Regions from separate parts of the Mus musculus genome. Here region 1 is linked to region 2. The links are chromatin contacts, called in public Hi-C maps. All regions are on one chromosome and are shown on one strand. The core of a region is the stretch at or near the end of the contact, and the rest is flanking DNA. Distances in the headings are between cores, read along the strand shown.

What was found. Hi-C and Micro-C count contacts between places; a contact is called where the count stands out from the background.
Region 1: a contact with region 2 is called in a Hi-C map of muscle stem cells, with 3 times the contacts expected there. The contact joins two enhancer-like sites. A contact is called at or near these places in 1 of 15 datasets of contacts at CTCF or cohesin (the NIH/3T3 cell line), 3 of 484 Hi-C or Micro-C datasets (liver, muscle stem cells and myocytes) and 1 of 9 other capture datasets (adipose tissue).

What each region holds. Positions count from the first base shown.
Region 1 is chr11:12,229,613-12,233,393 of GRCm38.p6, reverse strand. No RefSeq gene overlaps it. Among named protein-coding and RNA genes, the nearest start is that of Gm12002, 83 kb to the left of the region's middle. Within about 2 kb of position 1,828, at least 97 of the 459 cell types and tissues checked have an H3K27ac peak or open chromatin away from gene starts, as enhancers often do. A contact at or near this core is called in muscle stem cells, where this site is marked.
Region 2 is chr11:11,930,324-11,933,928 of GRCm38.p6, reverse strand. It overlaps Grb10 (growth factor receptor bound protein 10), which reads left to right. Exons shown (of 17, transcript NM_010345.4): 17 at 320-3,430. The coding sequence ends at 466. Among named protein-coding and RNA genes, the nearest start is that of Ddc, 34 kb to the right of the region's middle. Within about 2 kb of position 1,293, at least 38 of the 459 cell types and tissues checked have an H3K27ac peak or open chromatin away from gene starts, as enhancers often do. A contact at or near this core is called in muscle stem cells, where this site is marked.

The sequences.
Region 1 (3,781 bases), core at 579-3,078, 300 kb before region 2:
GGAAAGGTCCAGAGGACTAAGGACAGGAGATTCTGAAGACCCAAGGAAGCTGAAGGCTAGCATGACAGATGCTCTTGGGGCAGGGAGGGATGAAGAGTTGTGGAGAAAGCAAGCATCCCAAATCACTGCTGTGCTCTGTCTCCTCTCAAGGCTCTGTCCTCAGAATCTACCCCTGAGCCCAGGAGTGCAGAAGCACTTGGTACACTCGTATCCTCCTTTCTATTTTTCTCTCCTTTCCTCTTCCCTTTCTCCTTTCTATCTTCCCCTGTCCCTCATTCCTTCTTCCAACCATCATCCCTCCTTCCCTTCTTTCCTTCCTTGGTGTCTTCCTTTCCTCTTCCATCTCTCCTTCTTCCCATCTAACACTAGAAGAGCTTCTCAAAGTCGGAATCCCCGATGGGTGCTGGAGACAATTACAAATTAGTGTCTCTCCCTTCCAGTAAGCCTGCTGGCAAGTAGCCACATGGAAATGCCAATCAAGAGTGTAACAAGTATCCTGGGGGAGAAAAGATGTGGGCCAAAGATTGGAGGTTCTTCTTCGTGGGTGGTCAGGGTAGAAGCCCCTCAAGTGAGCATCAAGAGAGAGGCTTTTTTCCAGGTGAAAGGAGCAGGGGATAGCCAGAGGGCTAGGGGAGCCTGGGCTGCTCAGGGTTCTGTCTGCGGGAGACTCAGATTTTCAGATTTGAGGTTCTGCACCAGGGCTCTGTTCCATTGCAAAGACATTCCTAGGGCTAAGTGCTGCCACCCACTCCTGTGTTCCACTAGAAATACAAATGTGTTCAAAGCGGAAAGATCAAGAAGCGATTAACTATGCTGGCACCTGCTCATGAGTGGTTTGGCCATGAGCCCAACTGGGGTGTGCGCCGAGTGAGTGCAGGTGGCAGCAGCTTGCCTCACACTGCCTGGCATACTCCTCTGAAGAAAGCAATGCACTGTGATTTTGGGGCTTGCATCTGAGACCCTTCCTCCGGTTGCGGAGGCTTGAGATTCATGAGACAGGAGGAAGTGGGCTGTCAATCAAGGATAGGACCACTCATTGCTCTCCACCTTGTCTCCGAACCCAGCCTCACCAGGTCTTTGAAAGCAACAGTGTGGGCCCTGTCACCACCTTCATACCCTGACTCTGACTGGAGTTGAGCTGGCCTTGGCGTAGGTCTGGCTAGTGCCCCCTCCACTGAGCTGTAGCCTTTCAGATTGGCTGCTGCTCCTCTGCTTCTGTGCACTCGAAAGCTTGAGCAGCTTTCATTTCTCTGAAAATACCATGTGGGTTCATTCTACTGTGCTTTATTAGAACATCTATTGATCCTCCAAAACCCAGCCACCTCCCAAGAAAAGCCACTTATAGCCACTTAGTCCTCTGTGGAATGTGGTGCTTCTTGTTACCATGCTCATTTCTCAATGGAGTCTATTGGTGTTTGTGACCCGGAACTCTCTGGGCCTCATTCATGTGGGAGCGTCAAGCCTGAGAACACAGGACTGATGCCATGGGCAGAGTCTGCCCCAACGAGACTGGCAGCAAATTCTAAGTACAAAACTCCTGAAGACTTGCTTGGCCAATGGCTCGTGGGCAAATGCCCAAGAGAGGGAGACTGCAGTGTTCCTGCAAGGCAGCTCAGAGTCCTTGGAGAGACTCCAGGCTGCAGGGATGGCAGTGGCCAGGGAAGGGACGAAGAATGGGCTCTTTGGAAGGTTTCCAACTCAAGGGTACAGCTGGCCAAGCCCCAGGTTGGGCAGAGAGCCACTGGCACCGGGGATAAGGAGTTGGCTGAGGTGGGGCTTAGAACAAGATGGCTAGGAGCCACTCAGACTAAGGCTGTGTGAATGCTGAAGCCACTGGGAGTCAGGGGTGAGTCACACATGAGTAAGAAAGGCTCAGCCTGGAAAGCAGATTGCAGTATGCCCTTAAGTCATGATTCTATTTCAGAGAGCTGAAGTCCTCCTCCGATGGCACCACGACATTTACCATTCCAGATCTTCCTGAGTGACATCATGGATATTGGACAAAGCAGCAACATTTTCTGAGTGATAGCAACAGTGGGCTTTTTAAGCCGCCTTCTGTCAGGTGGATCTGAGGAGCTACCAAGGCCCTATGACATCTTTGACCACACAGGAGCTAAGGGGTCAGCTGCCAGAGCCCACCATTCTCCTCTGCCTTCATTTGCTTTGCTCTTTTCTCCTTCGTTATACAATCAGGAGTAAGTAACTTAGTAGGACAAGTAACTAGGGGCCGCTTAAGCATTGCCATGATTCAGCCATGTGGAGTCCACAGGGGCTTCCTGAATCTATCAAATAGCCAAGTCTTGGTCTCATCAGTTCCCTCCTTCTACCAGTGGAGGCTCAGGGACATAAAATGACACTTGAGCTTACTCTAAGGCCCAAATCTGACTCTCCTCTTGTCCATTATACCCCAGGAAGTACTCTAGTCCCAGGAGGAAAAAACTGTTTCTCATTGGTTAGAACCAAGGCTGTGCCTGAGCAGTGCATATTTCAGCCTGAATTATAGCTGGTCTGAGAAGGGTAGGCAGATTCAGGATCCCTGAACCAGAAATCTCCTGGGGCAGGGATCCACCCCATAATCAGCATCCAAACGCTGACACCATTGCATACACTAGCAAGATTTTATCGAAAGGACCCAGATGTAGCTGTCTCTTGTGAGACTATGCCGGGGCCTAGCAAACACAGAAGTGGATGCCCACAGTCAGCTAATGGATGGATCACAGGGCTCCCAATGGAGGAGCTAGAGAAAGTACCCAAGGAGCTAAAGGGATCTGCAACCCTATAGGTGGATCAACATTATGAACTAACCAGTACCCCGGAGCTCTTGACTCTAGCTGCATATGTATCAAAAGATGGCCTAGTCGGCCATCACTGGAAAGAGAGGCCCATTGGACACACAAACTTTATATGCCCCAGAACAGGGGAACGCCAGGGCCAAAAAGGGGGAGTGGGCGGGTAGGGGAGTGGGGGTGGGTGGGTATGGGGGACTTTTGGTATAGCATTGGAAATGTAAATGAGCTAAATACCTAATAAAAAATGGAAAGAAAAAAAAAAAAAGAAATCTCCTGGGGACCTTGGTCCCTCACTAAAACCTCCTCGTATCCAAGCATCATCCATCAGGACTGCTAGGCCCTGGGATGATCTGGTCTCTGCATTTTTTTGATGCATCTGAGCAATAAGGACATCACTTCTTGCATACCTTGCCTGAGAACTAGGAAAGACAGGTACGATACAGACCCTAGTACAAACGAACATTCCTGAGCATCTGAAATTGAGACCTGAAGAGTGCCCAAGGAAAGGGGTGAAGCATGACTTGAGAGGAGGCTTTCTAGGCCCCACCAGGCCTGGGCCTCCCTACAAGGGGCTTCTGGCTATGGAGATACTGACTCTGCTTGCCTGGTGCTTATGGCTGTAACCTTAGGCTGGGAAGCTGCTAGCAACATCCTAGGACTACAAGGCCTGGGGTGAGGCTGAGCAGGGAGAGAGTCGGAGCATCCAGCTCTCTTCACGTGTGCTTGCTCGCTCAGCTTTATTCCCAAGCAGAAACTCAGCCACAAGACAGAGCATTGTGGGAAATGCAAAGCAGTCCTGGCCAGTCTGCCTGCTCACTTACAGATGAGATAAAGGGCAAGGTTTACCTCTGAGGGCACAAGCAGCAACCTTACTGAGTGAGGGCCAAGTGTGCTGGCTGTGAGTCTGTGTCTGGTCCCCTGTCACTTACAGAATCCTCAGGGACCAACAGGCAGCAAGCCTGGCTGCGGGTGTGAGCCCCTACGGGATGTGG
Region 2 (3,605 bases), core at 44-2,543:
TCTGACCTGAGTAGATATGTCTCGTGGCTGCTCAGAATTCTCAGAATTCTAAAAGGAACTTGCTGATGGCTAAGTGGCTCCCAAGGGGAGCTTATGTTCTTCTGCCTACTTGGTCATTGGATCACGAAACAGTTCTACCCTTGGTCCATTCCACTGTGCCATTAGAGAACACCTTTCTCATCCCCTTTGCTTTCCTTTTTAAAAGCATGGAAATTATGAGACTGGCCGATATAGTCTGACTCTCCCTGCCTGCAGGGCCACAGGTTGTCCCCCAAGGTCACACTGTCTAACATGGCAAATGTTTTCTGTGTCCCCACAGTGCGAGGATGATGGGCAGACCTTCTTCACTCTGGATGATGGGAACACCAAGTTCTCCGATCTGATCCAGCTGGTCGACTTCTACCAGCTCAACAAAGGTGTTCTGCCCTGCAAGCTGAAACACCACTGCATCCGCGTGGCCTTATGACCTCCTTGCCCACTCACAGAGGCTGGAGGCAGCGACACTGGAACGGAGAAGAGAGATCTGCATGAGGGTGAGAACACACACCTACTCCCACCCAAGGACTCAGAACAACATGGCTTTTTGATCGGTACCAACCGACCTACATCAATTAGTTATTGGACTTCACAAAGATTTGCCGCTGTGGATCAAACAGGACCACCTCCCTCTGCGTCAGCCATTTAAAATTGGGGGAGGGAAGAGATCCAGTGCAAGTGTGGGAAGAAACTGGAATGACGATTTTGATTAGGCCACGTAGGGTGAAAACCGCAGAAAAATGATTGGAAATGAACTCTTGCCCTGGAATAACCTTGACAATTCAAACCGCGATGTTTACTTTTTGTATTGATCACTTTTTTGCACTCCTTCTTCGTTGTCGATGTTGTACTCAGCCTATGGTAGGAGAGGATGTGGCTTTGCAACTCAGATCAGACAAAGAATTTTTGAATTGGCAGGCTTTAGCCTACAAATGGGTCCCCCAAGTTTTCTAGATAACATCCTGCTCTCTGCAGGTTGCGGCAGTGTGGGTTTGGCTCCAGTCCTTCCCATTATACTTGAAAAGCTTTTTTTTTTTTTTTAAATAAAATAATAAGATAAAAGGTGACAACCGCAGTTGACACCTAGCATGTTTTGTGGACGCAGTCAAGCTGCCACAGTCTGGTCATCGTTGTTGTTGTGCTGACGTCTGGTCATGTATTATTAGTGTGTCTCGTTCTCCACGGTGCTGGAGACCTCATTACTTTGGAAAACTCACTGTTCCCCAGCACAGCACAGCTGCATGACCTCAGCTTCAGACTGATGTCAGCCAGCCTTCTTGGAACACATTGCTATTCATTGTGGATGCCACACAGTCCATCTGGGGTGCCCTGTGCCTCCCATTTTCACAGCCGCCCACTGTTGTAGAATAATCGCTGCCTTTACCCTCTGCAGTACCCTCAGTCATTTCACTTCTCCCACAGGGGTGGGGTAGGGGTGGGGTTAAAGGATCGAAAGAGAAAAAAACGCCAACTTGTTGGCCTTGTGCTCTGTCACTCTGAGCATCTATGGTGATAAAGAGAAGGAAACGCTGCAGAGGCACAAGCATAAGCTGGCTTTGAGTCTTTGAAAGCTTGATGGCCTCTGCACCCTACTGAAAACCCCCTAAGCCAGCAGGAGCAGGGTATGCAGAGGCTTTGCCTCTGCTGGCTTAGGGTGAGAAGTACCTCACAATGGATGTGAACATTGGACAGATTTTAGGAGCATGATGTTTGCCTCCTCCGAGAGAGAGGAGTCAGAGAGAGAGAGGAGTCAGAAGGTGGCCGGAGTTATCATTGGGTCCCCTGAGCTCCATGAAGGACCCTCTGTTGTCCCCTTGATGATTTATCAGGCATGAGAGTAGCAGACAGGATTGCCTTGAGAAACACACAGACAACAACGGTGGTGAACACATTTCCCTTTCTTGATACCACCCAGAAAGTCTGCTACATACCTGAGTTAGCCACTAGATTGCCTGTCCCGACTCATTGAAGTGCTCCCCAGGGAGCCACTTCTGATTTGCCATGGTTGACAGCATAGTGGAAGATAGATATGACAGCGCTTTGTAAAGCAGGCCAGTGGCAAGCTGGCCCACAGTAGAGAAACACTGTAGTTCACAGACCATGCAACCGTGTTTCCACGAGATGTTATTACAACAAATGAAGAATTTTTTTCCTTTTTTTTCATTTTAATCTTTTTTGACTTTTTTTTAGTTAACCATTTTTTATGCATAAGTGCTCAAATGCATTTCTCTTTCTTTCGAAACTAGTTAATCGTTAAGTTGACAATGAGAGAATTCTCAAGTTCATACCTGGCAGCAGGCTCCCACTGATCTTCCCCTTACAGACAGATAACAGACATTTCAGTTTTACCGTGCTCATTTCTTTTTGCTGACTTAAGGTCAGAACTTTTACAGACAACAAACAACCCTAGGGTTTCTTTTTCCAGTTTACACAGACCGGTCCCCACAGTGCAGAATCCATTTCTCTTTCGTCTCAACAGTAGACAACTAGGATGTGGATCTCATATTTATAAGTATGCATTTTATTTAAGAGGAAGTATAGGCTTGACTCTGGTTCACAATTTCGTACGTAGCTGGTTTGACGTAGAACTTTGTACTTCCCTTGCCGAAGTGAATTGTTGAAGGCTGCAACCCACCCACCTTGAGTGTAGCAGACTTCAGTGGCCCCGAGATCGCCAGCCCTTTGCACAGGCAGCTGGGAATTCCACCTGAAACAGCTGGTCCCTAGGTTAGCGGGTTCCCAGCCCCCCTAATCAGAGACTGAAGGACAATTGACTTTTATTTTTGTATTTAATTGACATGAATGTAAAGGGGACAGCTCAGGGTTGTTTTGGAGCCTGTTTGACTTTGTAATCTCTGCCTGTGATTTTCTTTTCTAAATGACGACTCCGTGTAACCACCTGGACTAAGTTGAGAAGGAAACTGCCAAATGCTTTGGGTTTTTAGGGTTTTAATAGGTAGACTCTGTTCTATTATTAGGTGTTAAGAGTTTCCAAACGTGTTTTCTTTTTTCTTTTATTGTTTGCTTAAACTTTGAAGAAATATGTGCCTCAGCTTAGATGTTTTGTCTTCCCCTTTCTGCACTTAAATACCTGACAGCCTGTTCGATCGCTGTGCCTCCGAGGGCGCTTCTAGCTCATCGTAGATTTGTGATGTCATAGTGCAAACTGCAGTGACCGGTAAAATGACCTGACATGTAACCGTTTTCAGGGAATGCAGAGGGTGTTAACTAATAGACAAAACCTTTATCCCGCGTGCTTTGCTTCACCTTGTGCTATATAGCTCTTTGGCTCGTGAACCTAATTGTAAACTTTCAGGTATTTTTGTACAAATAAGGGACTGATGTTCTGTTTCTTGTTATTAGAAATAAACATTAATAAAGCGTTCTTGGTGTCCTGTCGTGTTTTTTTTTTAATGCTTGCGCCGATATCTATAAACTGGGCTTGGGGCGGGTAAGTTCAGAGGGTAGGAGTGCCTGCCTGCTGCGAGCACAGGAGAAACAGATTTCAGATCCCCAGTACCTGTGGAAATTAGACAAGGTGTGGAGCCAGTTCAGTTATGCCAAGACAA